Linked DNA regions of Mus musculus: all the other regions are linked to region 1. The links are chromatin contacts, called in public HiCAR-type, HiChIP or PLAC-seq and promoter capture Hi-C maps. All regions are on one chromosome and are shown on one strand. The core of a region is the stretch at or near the end of the contact, and the rest is flanking DNA. Distances in the headings are between cores, read along the strand shown. Region 1 holds the start of Fbxl3 (F-box and leucine-rich repeat protein 3). Region 2 holds the start of Tbc1d4 (TBC1 domain family, member 4). Region 3 holds the start of Lmo7 (LIM domain only 7). Region 4 overlaps Lmo7 (LIM domain only 7). Region 5 has its middle 220 kb from the start of Lmo7.

Region 1 (2,577 bases), core at 20-2,519:
TGAGGGACACCCAGTAACTTGAGCATCACCAAGAATTAGTGAGCTAATCAAACATTTCCTTAAACTGAAACCAAGAGCCAAACTTCCCTTACTGTCTTTAAACATTTACATATTCTGGACATGCAAAAAATATTTTTTAAAAAATTTGTACTTTAGGTTTAAAAGTCCCGTTCTGGCATTACATTTGCATATGCCCTTTTGTTTTGTTTTTCATAGAAGGAAACCTAACACACATTCTTTGGCTGAAATACAAGAATGGAACAATACGAAAAAGATTAACTCTCAGAATGGTGAGAGCACAGTGGATATAGATGAACTGGGACTGGACACACAGACAAGACACAACCGGGAGCCGGCACACAGGTAACACGGGGCGGGTTACAGACATTTTAACATCTACAGGGACATTTTTTTTTTAAATTCGCCTTTTGGTGTAAGCAAAAGATACAAACATCTGGGCAAGTGGGATAGGCACCATTACCAACAAAACCGCCGCCCGCTCTCACCTCGCACGCGGCTCGGCGATGCCCTGCCCGGGCGGCTTCCGGGTGGTGGTCTGCAGCACGCGACCCGGGCGGCTGCCCCTAAGTTCACCAAGTTTTCCACCGTGCGCCTCCCCGGCCCGGCTTCCGCACACACTGACCGCCCAGGCCCCCGGGCTTTCCAGCCGCCTGCACCCGCGCCGCCCAGGGCGAGCCCGGAGGAGCCCGTCCTCCTCGCTGCCCCGCCACGCGCGGCCACCGAGCGCGCGCCGCGCCGGCCACGCCTTGTTGACAGACACCGAGGCCCGGGCGCGGCGGGGCGGGGCGTTGTTCCCGTCGCGCCCCGCGCGCGCCCCCGGCCGCCGCCGCCGACCTCCCCGCCCGACTCCGGGCTGCGGCCCCGAACCTCCGCCGTACCTGCTGCCGGGGGCGGCTTCCCCCACACAGCACCCCGGGCCGCGCGGACGACGGCGGCAGCGGCGGCGGCGGCTCCCGCGCCTCTCACATGAGGCCTCCCGGGGCCCCGTCTCCGAGCTCCCGCCGTCGCGGCCCCCCGCGCTCCGCCCGCATCCGAGACGCTGGTCCCGCGGCGGGCGCCGACGCGGCTCCACCTTTGCGGCTCCGGCTGCCCCGGTGTGTGGGGAGGAGAGCGTCGCGTCCCTTCTCTGTCCCGCGCGGTCTGTGTCCTTCGCCCCGGCACCTCCTCGTCGCCCGCCCGAGACGCCCTAGGCGAGCAGCGATCGACAGCAGCGAGCCCGAAGCTTCGGCCCAGTTAGGGAATCCAAAATGGCGCCCGCAGTTCGCGGCCGCGCGCTTGCCCCTGCGCGTCCCCGCCCGAGGGGGCGGGCGCGCGGCCGAAGGGGCTGGCCGGGCGCGCGCACCGAGGCGGCTCCAGCCTCCCGGGCTGTCCCTGGCCAAGTTTGTTTAGGGGCGGAATGTGGGCGGGTTGGTGTTCGCCAGACGTGGCTGGCCTTTCCCAGGGTTAAAACCGGAAAGTTTAGGGCGGGGGAGCCGACGCCAAAGGCGGAGGGAGTGTCTGCAGGGCGGGACGCACCCCTACCGGACGTAAACATCACCTGACAGCGACCCACCTCCGCGAGGAGGGCGCGGCCAAGGGAGCCTCTGAGGTTGCTGTCTGTACCTAGAAAAAGAATAAATAAATCAACGTGGTGGACGTTGCGATCACTACGGGTTTCTTAAGACAATATTTGCATTTCCATTTTTCCAAGGCTTTTTTTTAATGAGTCATAACTTTTTCAAAATCACATTTACTTATGAAACAGAACCCCCAAGTCTGAGATTTCTTTTCAGAAACACGTAAAGTGTGAAGAAGCAGATGGCTAATTAAAAAAAGACAACCCCCACTCCTCGCTCCCGGGTGGTGGAGCGTTTTGTAAGTCAAGGAGTCTTTTAAATGCTATCAAATATTTGACTTTTTTTTTTTTAAGTTTGGACTTGGAGATACTGAGTTTTTCCTAAAATAAGAAAAGTCCCCAGAAAATCTTAAGGTTAGCTGTATACCATGCCTTCTGCTTTTTCTGTGTTATTTCTCCAAAGTAAAGATCTCTTCTCTCTCTTTCGTTTCCTACCCTCCTCAGTTTTCTTTATACTGATTTTCATTTTGTAGATCAGGCTGGCTTGGAACTCTGAGATCCACCAACCTCAGCCTGCTCAATGCTGAGATTGAAGAAATGTGCCACCACACGGAACAAAAACATGCTGAACTTTAAAATGCTTTTATGTACTTGTTTTTAATTTACTATTAATTTTATAAGCTTTTCGTTTTGTTGTAGGTGTGAGTGTGCGCGTGTGCGCGCGGCGCGCGCATTTGAGTGCAGTGCCCGTGGTGTCTGGAGTGGATGTTGGATTCCTTGGAGCTGGAGTTATTTACAGGCAGATGTGAGCCACTCATCCTGAGCGCTGGGAACTGAACTCAGATCAGCTGGAAGAACAGCAAGCACTCTTAACTGCTAAGCTGTCTCTCTAGCCCAGAGTAAATTATTATATTTTTTAAAAGATGAAGTCATGAGAACAGGTTCTGTCACACACTTAAGACCGTCACCATATAATGTACATTTAAACAAACTAGAAGAAA
Region 2 (2,577 bases), core at 24-2,523, 1.5 Mb before region 1:
CAGTCCGGGTGGCCCCAGTCCCGCCCCCTGGCACCCACAACTTACCTGGTTAGGATCCGTGGCGCGGAAAACGTGGCAGGCCATCTGTGACTCGGGGTCGTCGGGCTGCGCCTTGATCAAATAGGCAAAGTAGGTGAGGTCGTGACTGTTGTGGATGAAGCGCGAGATGTGCTGAGCCTTGTGCTCGAAGATGAACACCCCGGTGTTGGGCTGCACAGCCCCGGAGCCTGCGCCCCCGCCGACCCCGGCACCCGGCGCAGGGACACAACGCAGAAAGGGGGCGCTGAGCACCAGGATCACCTCCCGGGCTGCGGGCGCCCCGCAGCCGCCCGCATCGGGCTTCTGGCTGCGCCGACGGATCTCGGCCATGAGCCAAGGGAGCATGGGTAGCGTGGTCCTGCGATCCAAGCAAGACCCTCCCACGTACCATAGCCGGAAGCGCTTGTCGCCAGGCTTGGTGGCACCTGGCTGTGCTGGGGCACTCGGCTCAGGCTCCAGGGGGTGCGGGAAAGGCTCATCCTGAATGCAGCTAGGCGACTCCATAACTCGCGCCTAGCGAGGGCACCGCGCCCCCAACTCTCACTGTGCAGGAGCCGAGGAAACTGCTAACTGTCGCCCCAGGCCCCCGCGCCTGCCTTGGTGCCACCAGTTCTTAAAGTCCGTGCTTCAGCGGCCCTGCCCCATGCGACACTTCCCCGGGCGCGGCTCCGAGCCTTTGGCTGCAGCTCAGTGGACTAGCGGGAGACCCAGGCTCACGCGCGCATCCTCCTTCCTGGAGATCGCGCCCCAGGGCAGGTCTGTTCTCCAGCCGCCGGTCCGTCCTTGGGGTCCGGGACCAGGGCAGCCGCGGTCTCTCGATCCTGCTCGGGCTCCTGCTCCTGCAGCCCGCTGCGGCCGGCGCGCTCACCCAGCGCTGGCACGGGAAGGCTGGGCGGAGAGTGGAGCTGTGGGCGGGAAGGGGCGACTGGGGCGGAGCTGACTCCTAGCAGGGTGACCGGCTGTCACCTGGAAGGTCGGGGGTGCCCGCTTGCGGCCCGCTCAGTCCTGGAGAACTAGTCCAATGGAAAATAACAAAAACAAACGTGGCCTCGAGCAGGCAGCTCCTGCACCCGCCGATTCTGCAGCCCAGCTCGCTGCTCCTCCTCCAGGGTTCCCGTCCCTCCCTCGCTCGCTCCTTCCTTCCTTCCTCCCAGGCTGCTACTTTAAAGCCGGCTGCTACTCCGCCTCTAGTCTACGGGCGCAGAGCTTTGCCAAGAAGCTGAGGTCGCCTCCCTGCCTCCTCCTCCGGCCTCCGCCCCTCATCTCGCCTCGGGGGGCAGTCGTACCCAGCTTGGCGAGGGCACTTCCCGGAGCAGGCTGGCCTCTCTCCTCCTGGAGACTCTACTGCCCCCTGGAGAGGGGCCATTCGCAGTGGGGCGCTGGGATTTTGTTTTTGAGCAATATTTGCTTAGTTTTATTCTGTCTAAAGCCTGAATATTACTATGTTCTGCATCCTTTTTCTTAATCTCAAGGACTCATCAGGATTTGATCACAATTCTATGATAAAATACATTCCAATATTCACTTTAAATTTCAACATTGCTTGATATGAATCTTCCCATTTCTTAGTGCAGCTAACTTCTTAAAATACACAGAAGTTAAACTTCTTTACCCATGCCCATTTCAGAGCTAGTGCAAAATTCTTCCCTTTTACATATGAGAATACATATTTCAAAAAAATTAGGGATAATTTGATTATTGTAATTTTAAAACAAAACAGTAAAATATAATTCCTTTTCCATTCTAGCATTTTAAATGGGTTTTGTTATTGGTGCTGCTGTGTGTTTAGTGTTAGTATTTTTAAGTCAAAGTCTCCTTCCTAGATAGTACAGGTTGACTTGGTACACTCTATCCTCCTGCCTCAGTTTTCCAAGACCTGGGATTATAGGAATGTACCACCATCCTCGGTGAACTCTCATACCTTCGTTATACCTTTGCTGGATGATAAGGAATGAGCAGGAGAAAAACCAAAATAAAGGAGGAAACTTTAGGGGTTTTTGTTTTATTTTGTTTTTCGAGACAGGGTTTCTCTGTGCAGTCTTGGCTGTCCTGGAACTCACTATGTAGACCAGGCTGGCTTCGAACTCAGATCCACCTGCCTCTGCCTCCCGAGTGCTGGGATTACAGGCATGTGCCACCACTGCCCAGCAGGAGGAAACTTTAGACTTACTTTTTTCCAGGTGCTTAGAAGAAAAAATGAAAACTCCAGGGTTTTGTTTTGTATTTAGTGGTCTTGTGATTTTCTCTAGGGTCATTTTGCTTCCTGTTCAGACAAAGTCAATAGGGTCAAATATGCTACACTTCTGGGACCACCACATAGCTAGCCTCTTTTTAAGAACCATCTATGTTCCAGGATGAAGATGTTATCAATTGGTTGAAGTCGTTTACTTTAACATGAAAAAAAAATCTCTGTGGAAAATACAACTCAAGTCTTCAAGGAGGAATTAAACACTCTGAGAACAGAGATAGAAATTGTCTAAGATTACAGCAGACTTCGTGCACAGATCTCATTTCCCTAAGTCGCACCTCTGACACTTG
Region 3 (2,577 bases), core at 37-2,536, 1.4 Mb before region 1:
GAAGGGGCTTGAGGAGGAGGCCCTTCTAGGGTAAAAAATCCGCAATCAAACGGAATGCAGATTCTCTGATTGCCTCGAGGTCTAGGTAAGTCAGCTGCAAAGGACGCTTTGGCATCCTAGGGAAATCCGAGCCCGGTTGATTAGCAATTTTATTGGCTTTATTTAGTTACATGTGAAAATGGTCTATGATATTGCAGGATAGTGTTCGTTAAAGATGAACTGTATCCTGGGATATTTAGAGCTGAAATGTATCCTACTTTAAACCTCTCTATAGTGAGATAAGCCCAAGTGCTAATGATCATTAAACAGAAGCTAGGCTGTTTCCGTAGACAAGATTCTCTGCCATACGTTTGAAAATTTCTTTAATCACACACACACACACACACACACACAAAGAAAAAAAAGAAAAAAAAAAGAAAAGAAAAAAAGAATGAAATGTTGCGTCTCCTCCAGAAAAGAAGGGCTGATCTTATCTTCTTCCATAGGTCAAGTACCCTGGTTGGAGCCCAGAGAGTCCCCAGAGTTTCCTTGGAGAGATCGCGGGGCATTGGACCACCTGTGCACTTTGCTGGCCAGGCCCCGAGCACTTACTCAAACTCTCTGCTCACTCTGAATAACCAGTCACCTTTGCCACACCACGAAGGGTACAGGTTTTGATTCTCCGGGGGAGGGCGGGCCAATGTCCAGAACTGGGCCAAGCAGGCAGGAGAGGTGGGAGAAAAGCCAAGTTCCTTCGGTTCACCGTACCCTTGAGGCGAGAGGGGAAATGAAGCCACAGGTCTTCCCCACGGACCCACCTGCGATCGGGGGAGGAGCGACGCCAGCCCAGACTAGGGGACCAGCCGCCAGTGCCCAGGCCGGTACCCTCACCTGCGGCCGGAAGCCGGGGCAGTAGCGGGGACCGCGCAGCATCTGGGACCGGTCAGCGAGCTCCGTGGAGCCGGAGGGTAGTGGCGTGGAGGCCTGGTGGCTCCGCGTCCCCGCGGGGGAAGTTTCTTGGCCCGGAAAGGTGCAATTGTGTGCAGCTATTCCTGGTATGTCAGGCCGCAGGCAGAAGGGGCGCCGCCTCCCGAGAGAGCCCGGGACTGGGAAGGCGGGTAGAGGCGGGAAGGATGCCGGCTGGGGCGCATCTCCCCGCCCAGATAATTCTGACCAGAGAGGTGGCTGCAAGGACCCTGGCGAGGGGCAAGGACGGAAGCTGGGACCGGCCCGTAGGGGGTGGGCCGGGGCGGGGCTACTGTCGAGGGCGGTGACAGCGCTTGCGACTTTTGAAGTTCCCAGGAGTCCCGGCTCCTTCTGCACACCGCTTCCAGTTGCCTCTTCACCTCCTCCTGCTCCAGTCAGGCTGAACTTGAGCCGATTTCTAGAGTTTGGAGAAAGCAACTCCTGCAAATTCTTCTAGGTTCCTGAACTCAAACTGCACGTCGCTACAAAGGGCGGGGGACGCGTGGCGTGGGAGCTCTGGGTCCCGGCGCGCACCCACTGAGCTGCTCCTCTCCCTCTCTTGCCCTAGACATGGAAGGGATGGAGGACGCCGAGGCCGATTGCTCTGTTGCATTCGCAGAGGCTCAGAGATGGGTGGAGGTGAGTGTCTTTTCCAGTTCTTTACAGATGAATTTACACTTTCCGTGCCTGAGTCTTCTTGGGTTTCCCACCAATCTGAGCTTACGTCCGTCCGGTGACCTAGGCTGAGTAAAGAGGCAGTTTTGGGTACAGTGCAAAATTTCCCTCTCTAGTCTTCTGATGCCTAGCCCTCCTCAGACTTTCTTGCAGATCTCCCAGCGCTTGTCCACCAGGTTTGGGTATCGCACTTCCCAAAAAGCGGGGCACAGAGCTAGGCTGGGGACCTCGGGCGCATTTCTTCGGGATGCAGTTGCTTATCACGCACCTGGGTAGCCAGTGTATTCAGCACGGGGTGTGAGCCTAGAGAGTTGGGGGGCTGCCATCCTTCCCTCTCCCGCTCTCTTCCTCTCCAGTTGAGAAACTAAAATATCCTAAGCTCCTTTACAGACGGCTTGTTATTCTTCCAGCTGTGCCTCACAGACAAGATCTTCTGTTCCTTTTATTGTCACGAAGGAGAGATAGTCTCTACATGGTCGCCTTCGGACTAGCCTGTTTTATTCCGTTGCTGACCACCTAGGTGGGTTGTGCTTGTGAATGAACTCAAGGCACCCCACACCTGGGCTCTAGTACCGAGTTACAACTCTAGACTTATGAGGTGACTTTCCGGATGGGTCAAAAGAATCCTTCCCAAAGTGGGACTCAGAATAACTGATGGTTATAAAATTGTTGCCCACACCAACCCTGACGTCATTTTGGAGTTAGTGGTGCCACATGCTGTTTTATCCAACAGCTAGGGAATTTAATTCAGGGCCTGGGACATGCTAGATAAGAGCGGCTACTCCTGAATCACGCCTGCAGCCCCTCAATCTACCTAAAAATTCAAATTAGGCTACTAAGAATATAGGGGAAGCTAGTTCTTTAAAAGTCATTTTATTTTATGTTTTAAAGAAATACATGTAGGGTCCCACTAGCTTGAGGACCTGCTTTTGGGTCTCTAGCACCCGTGGAAAAAAG
Region 4 (2,577 bases), core at 36-2,535, 1.2 Mb before region 1:
GGAGAAGTAGCTGAGAGTTCTACATCCAGATCTGCAGGCAGCAGCAAGACAGCCACTGGGCTTGGTTTAGGCTTTTGAAAACCTTAAAGCCTATCTCCAGTGAATTGCTTCCCTCCAGCCTCCTAATCCTTTCAACTAGTGCCATTCCCTGATGACCAAGTACTCAAATCTATGAGTTTATAGGGACCATTCTCATTCAAACCACCGCAGACAGTATGAGCATCATTATTATTAGCTGTAGGTAGCCATAGCATGCAGCATCCCAGATTACTGAGAAGTGACCGTAATGTCTCCACTAAGAAATGGTGGAGTGGTGGCGCACGCCTTTAATCCCAGCACTTGGGAAGCAGAGGCAGGTGGATTTCTGAGTTCGAGGCCAGCCTGGTCTACAGAGTGAGTTCCAGGACAGCCAGGGCTACACAGAGAAACCCTGTCTCGAAAAACAAAACAAAACAAAACAACAACAACAAAAAGATTAAAAAAAAAAAGAAATGGTGGAGAATCATAACTACTTTATTGAAGACTATGGCTTAAGCTGTAGGTAGACCATTGGGTTTGGATGTGATACCTTCCCGTATGGACAGGAATAGTGTTTTTGTTGGGCTGAGGGGCTGGGCTAGATTTGTAGTGAGGTATAGGTGGGGGTACTCCCTGGGTCCTCACCTGTGGACCTTTCCTCTGCTACCTTTAAAACAGCACCCAATGAATACGTAACATTCATTATCTATAGATTCCAAACCTATGAGCAGAGAAGATAAACAACTTACCTTGTACCTTGAACAAAGAAGAGAAAAAGCTTAATTAATTTTTGGTTTGGGTTGTTAAGGGGCTTTGTCGTGACTCATCGCTGTGACCTCTAAGGCCAGGGTGGATTGGAGTGAGGTGTAGCAACAACATGAGGAAATCACTGTGTCAGAGGGTCCTGAGCACCTCAGAAATGTTGCTGTACTCACTCAGGTTTCAACACATTGGATGAGGGTTGTTAGACTCTGTCAGGTGGCTCGCTGCTTGCTTCTAAATGAGACACAGCCAGTCACTCTCCCCTTTGCTTCAGATGCCTGAGGGGAACTGAAGCAGAAAGAAGACAAACTTCCTCAGCACTGTGACCTTGGGCAAATAATCAAAGTTTGGGCTTTCAGTCATTGGTTGTCTCCTTCTGCCGTGTTGCCTAAACAGACTTAAATAGCATTGGAAATTGGACTTCTATTTTGCTTTCTTGTGCTGTGTGCCTAACATTGTCAAAAGTCTATTTTTAGCTGTGCCAGGTTTACCCTAACTCAAATTTGTAAACTTGATCGACACTCCCACATCACACGCCTGCCAAATACCTGTGCGTTCTGATCTTCAGATTCTCTTCCTGCTTTGTTTTTAACTTACTTCAAGTGGAAATAGTAAAATGTGTCATCAAATTCAAGATCATTGAACTTTATGGTTTTCTAGTTGTAGGAATGTTAAGTGCTAACCCATGTGTTTTAGGCTGGGTGAACTATAGTTGAGAAATAACCAGGTATTTGAATTTTATTGATTGGCTTACATAAATGTCTTTGTAAATTCATATATTTATGAATGTTCAAGCGTATTGTTTGTCATGATGATGGAGCAGACCTAGTTAGTATAAGGTGAGAGTTATAAAACTTTACTAATCTAAATTGCCAGGGACCACACTGCCACACTTTGACCTTTGTAGAGTGAAATGGAACTTGTCTAAAAATAGACCTAATAAATACCTTTTATTTAGATAGTTCCTTGTTTACTGGTTTCTCACTCCATTTTGCTTAGCTTTTTGAAAAACAACAAAAATTTACAGATCCTTTTATCTTTAACTTCAAGTAAACTGACTTCTGAATAAGAAAATCCAAAATAAGATATTATAATTGCCATCACTTAGGTCTATGAAAATTTATACAAAGCTTTAACGATTGCTAATTTGAAACTAACCCTAAAGCCCAGATTCTATGGAAAAGATAAGTTGGTTACATTACCTATTTTACTGGACTAAAGAAGAAAAAACCCCTACAGTATGCTGCCTCTAAGTCCTGCTATCCCTGTAGCCACTGGAGTTTTAAACAGGTGGTCACCACAGAACATCAAGTGTAACAATAAATAGCACAGTCTAATTCCAGTAAGATGAAACTCTGCTGTGGTTACAAGGGGTGGCGCAGGGGAGGACAGTTAGGGGTGGGGGATGGGGATCAGACAGTGACGCCAAAGAGCAAAGTCCAAGGCATGAGTCAAGCTCTGAACTCCTTGCAGGGAGCTCCCGTTGGCTCACCAAGCCCTTAGAAACTATTTCTATGGTCTACGTGAATAACCAACCCACCACCAACAGGAAGAAGTCCTCATGGAACTTTTCCTTTGTCAATGTAATCTTTTAGATTACCAAAGTCACACAAAGCTGATATTTGTCCAAGCTGAAAATATTGCAGGAAAATAAAAATAAGAATAGTTCTCTAACTACTGGATGGGTGCAATTTGATGATGTATCTATCTGAGCTTTATAGTTATCTATACATATAAAACAGATTACACACACACACACATGTATATGAAGAAAAAGATACTGTGTGCAGGTGTGGA
Region 5 (2,577 bases), core at 47-2,546, 1.2 Mb before region 1:
CCTCATGAAATCCACAGTAATTCACCTATGCTGTGATGAGCAGCTATTCCTACCCAACTCTGAAGCCATTGTAGAAAGAGAAGCCCAACTGCATGGATTTTTTTCTTGACACTAATATAATCGAGTATACCAATATACTAATATAATCTATTATACTAATATACTAATGTAATATCCACAGAAGGCAGTGTAGACAGATTTCCCATCTCCATGTCAGGCCTCACCAGTGTGGACCATGGGTCCATGCTGTGAACACAACTGCTCAGGGATGGTGTTTTACTGAAAATGTAGAGTGAAGTGCCATGAAGCTCAGGAATTAACATTCCTTGAGGACACACTTGACCCTGCCCTTTGATCCCCGTGGTTTTCGTGTGAGCAAGCCACAGGTCATGTCAGGTGTCTTCCTCAGTCACTCTCACTTTTACTTTGTGAGACAGGATCTGCTATTGAACCCAGAGCTTACGTGTTGGCTAGACTGGCTGGTCAGCAAGCCCTGATTACCCTATCTCTGTCTCTCTAGCTTCAAGAGTATAAGGGTACACATCATGGCCACCTTTGCTGCCCTAGCACTTGGGTTATTGGGGTGACACCGACCTCAGCTTTGTTTCTGTGGTTGCTGAGGGTCATACACAACAAAGAAAAGATTTTACCAACTGAGTTACTTCCCAGCCTGCCCTGCCCTGGTCAGCCAAGTCTTTTAAAAACCATATAAACCCCATTTGTAAAGTATGCAGAACACACAAGAACCTTTTCCTAGCCTAAGCTACTTTAGAGACGTCGCCACTCACTGCCTTTTCTGCAGAGAGAGCTCTCAGAAGTTTAGACAACATCAGTTGAAGGTTCCATCCTATTGGAGCTTTTGATCCGTTTTTCTACCATTGACATCCCCCATCAACATTAGAGCTGCCTGGTTTTCTTTATTTCTGTAGTTGTTTGCATCATGAAGAGCAGCCTAACAAATCTCATCTCCTTGTACCCCAGTTTCTCCCCTCCGAAAAAAATGGTCATTATAATACAGCTCATGTAGCGGTCTGGAGCAGTGACTGACGTTTTGAATGAACAGAACATGGCGTGTGGTTATTGAATTTGTCCAAGTTGCTTTAGTTTTTCAAGCTATTTTTTAACCATCACACACATTCATATATCCTTGTACTGGTTTGAGGAAGAACATGAGGAAGGGAAGAGTTCTGAGATTGAGGTTCCAGCCCCACCCTTCAGACATGACGGCCTTCACTTCATCGCCCCCAGGTTTCCCCTTTCTAATCCGCAAAAGAGCCCTTTAGGAGCGTAGCCCAACCGTCTGCTGAAGTGAGCTCCTCTTAACACTAGGGGGCAGGCAAATACAATCCCTGAAGTGTGTGCCTTTTAGACACCAGAAATAATGAAAATCTATATTACAAAATGTAAAATTTGAAATAAAGTTGTAATTCTGATAGAATCTTCGGACGCACTGTAAGCTCTCATGTTTGAGCATTGCCTTTATTACACGCATACGACAACGCTTAGCATTTATCTAGTGCTTACCGTGTGCAAAGGCACGGCGCAACCCGTTCCTTTTAATAATAACTACATCAAACTCTGCACCCTGGGTGGCGTCCAAAATTATCTAGAGAGATCGTGAAACTGAGGATAAGCGAAAGTCACCCAGCTGGCAACTGGCAGAGCTAGGACTGCAACATGCATTAAGTGACTACACTTAAGCGGGGTTCTGTACCGTTCCCTGCCAGTTCCCATAGCCACCATGGAACCCTCCCACCACTGGGACTGCAGACAGCGTCTCCCCATCACTGTTGTCACAGAAGGGAGGTGATGTCATGGAAATATTTCGCACTGTGCATGAGTGATTCCAATTCCATAAAAGCTCAGAAGCCTTGATTATATTAAATATCAAAATTAAACCATGAAATTATTTGGGAGATGGATATTGGATTCACTTGCTCTGACGGTAGTCTGCTAGACCAGCACAGATAGATGCCTGTGTTGTCTGTCCCCAGATAGTGTACCACTCTTGTTAACTACCTCCTGGCCTTGCCTGTCCCCCTGTCGTTGCAAATGCTATGACACTCACCATGGCCTGCCTTCCCTCTTCTGTCATATTCCCTTTCCCAACCTCAGCTGGGGGTTTTCCATGAGCCTCCATTAGATCTCTTGTAACAGTGTGTTTCCTAAAAATCATCTTTTTATTTGAAGGGTCTTTGTCTCTTACCACTTAACAGTTACATCTATTTTTTTATTATTTTTGAGAAATTCATGCATGCATAGAAATCCACATTTCTCTCCCTTTCAGTTCCTCCCCTGTTCCCAGCATTGTCCTTTGCCTCCCTACTTCATGTGCTCGTGGCTTATACACTCATTGAGTTCACTTAGTGTTGGTTAGCTGTGTGTGCATGAGTGTAGGACTGTATCCTGGGGCATGGGCAGCTTTTCAGGGGCTACATCCATGAAGGAAACTGACTCCCCTTCCCCTAGCAGCTACCAATTGCCAACAGCTCCTCAGAGCTATTGAATGGAAGAGCTCCATGGATCCCTTTCCCCACTCATGCTGGGATTTTCATTGGCTTGATCCCTCCTATGTGT

Evidence for each region. Promoter capture Hi-C pulls out the DNA fragments that hold promoters and counts their contacts. HiCAR-type assays count read pairs that join an accessible place to other places. HiChIP or PLAC-seq counts read pairs in DNA pulled down with a chosen protein or histone mark.
Region 2: a contact with region 1 is called in a promoter capture Hi-C map of 3T3-L1-derived adipocytes, with 6 times the contacts expected there. The contact joins the promoter of Tbc1d4 here to the promoter of Fbxl3 in region 1. A contact is called at or near these places in 6 of 39 promoter capture datasets (the 3T3-L1 cell line, 3T3-L1-derived adipocytes, embryonic stem cells and 2 more).
Region 3: a contact with region 1 is called in a promoter capture Hi-C map of embryonic stem cells, with 6 times the contacts expected there. The contact joins the promoter of Lmo7 here to the promoter of Fbxl3 in region 1. A contact is called at or near these places in 8 of 39 promoter capture datasets (the 3T3-L1 cell line, the SN4741 cell line, embryonic stem cells and 5 more), 4 of 115 datasets of contacts at active chromatin or transcription factors (astrocytes, embryonic forebrain, embryonic stem cells and 1 more) and 1 of 9 other capture datasets (adipose tissue).
Region 4: a contact with region 1 is called in a HiCAR-type map of kidney, with 5 times the contacts expected there. The contact joins the enhancer-like site here to the promoter of Fbxl3 in region 1. A contact is called at or near these places in 2 of 39 promoter capture datasets (cranial neural crest and hippocampal neurons) and 4 of 115 datasets of contacts at active chromatin or transcription factors (astrocytes, extraembryonic endoderm stem cells, hepatocytes and 1 more).
Region 5: a contact with region 1 is called in an H3K4me3 HiChIP or PLAC-seq map of forebrain, with 9 times the contacts expected there. The contact joins the enhancer-like site here to the promoter of Fbxl3 in region 1. A contact is called at or near these places in 3 of 39 promoter capture datasets (the 3T3-L1 cell line, cranial neural crest and hippocampal neurons), 2 of 484 Hi-C or Micro-C datasets (both in cortical neurons), 5 of 115 datasets of contacts at active chromatin or transcription factors (craniofacial prominence, embryonic limb bud, embryonic midbrain and 2 more) and 1 of 9 other capture datasets (adipose tissue).

The regions. Positions count from the first base shown.
Region 1 is chr14:103,098,263-103,100,839 of GRCm38.p6, forward strand. Fbxl3 (F-box and leucine-rich repeat protein 3) reads right to left here and starts at 1,270. Exons shown (of 5, transcript NM_015822.3): 1 at 900-1,270.
Region 2 is chr14:101,607,918-101,610,494 of GRCm38.p6, forward strand. It overlaps Tbc1d4 (TBC1 domain family, member 4), which reads right to left and starts at 1,274. Exons shown (of 19, transcript NM_001081278.2): 1 at 46-1,274. The coding sequence starts at 543.
Region 3 is chr14:101,728,642-101,731,218 of GRCm38.p6, forward strand. Lmo7 (LIM domain only 7) reads left to right here and starts at 1,287. Exons shown (of 31, transcript NM_201529.2): 1 at 1,287-1,584. The coding sequence starts at 1,516. Gm9922 (predicted gene 9922) reads right to left here and starts at 1,087. Exons shown (of 2, transcript NR_168926.1): 1 at 871-1,087; 2 at 1-748.
Region 4 is chr14:101,851,741-101,854,317 of GRCm38.p6, forward strand. All of the region lies in intron 4 of Lmo7 (LIM domain only 7), which reads left to right. Among named protein-coding and RNA genes, the nearest start is that of Lmo7, 120 kb to the left of the region's middle. Within about 2 kb of position 1,286, at least 47 of the 459 cell types and tissues checked have an H3K27ac peak or open chromatin away from gene starts, as enhancers often do. A contact at or near this core is called in hepatocytes and kidney, where this site is marked.
Region 5 is chr14:101,945,590-101,948,166 of GRCm38.p6, forward strand. No RefSeq gene overlaps it. Among named protein-coding and RNA genes, the nearest start is that of Lmo7, 220 kb to the left of the region's middle. Within about 2 kb of position 1,297, at least 24 of the 459 cell types and tissues checked have an H3K27ac peak or open chromatin away from gene starts, as enhancers often do. A contact at or near this core is called in cortical neurons, forebrain and hippocampal neurons, where this site is marked.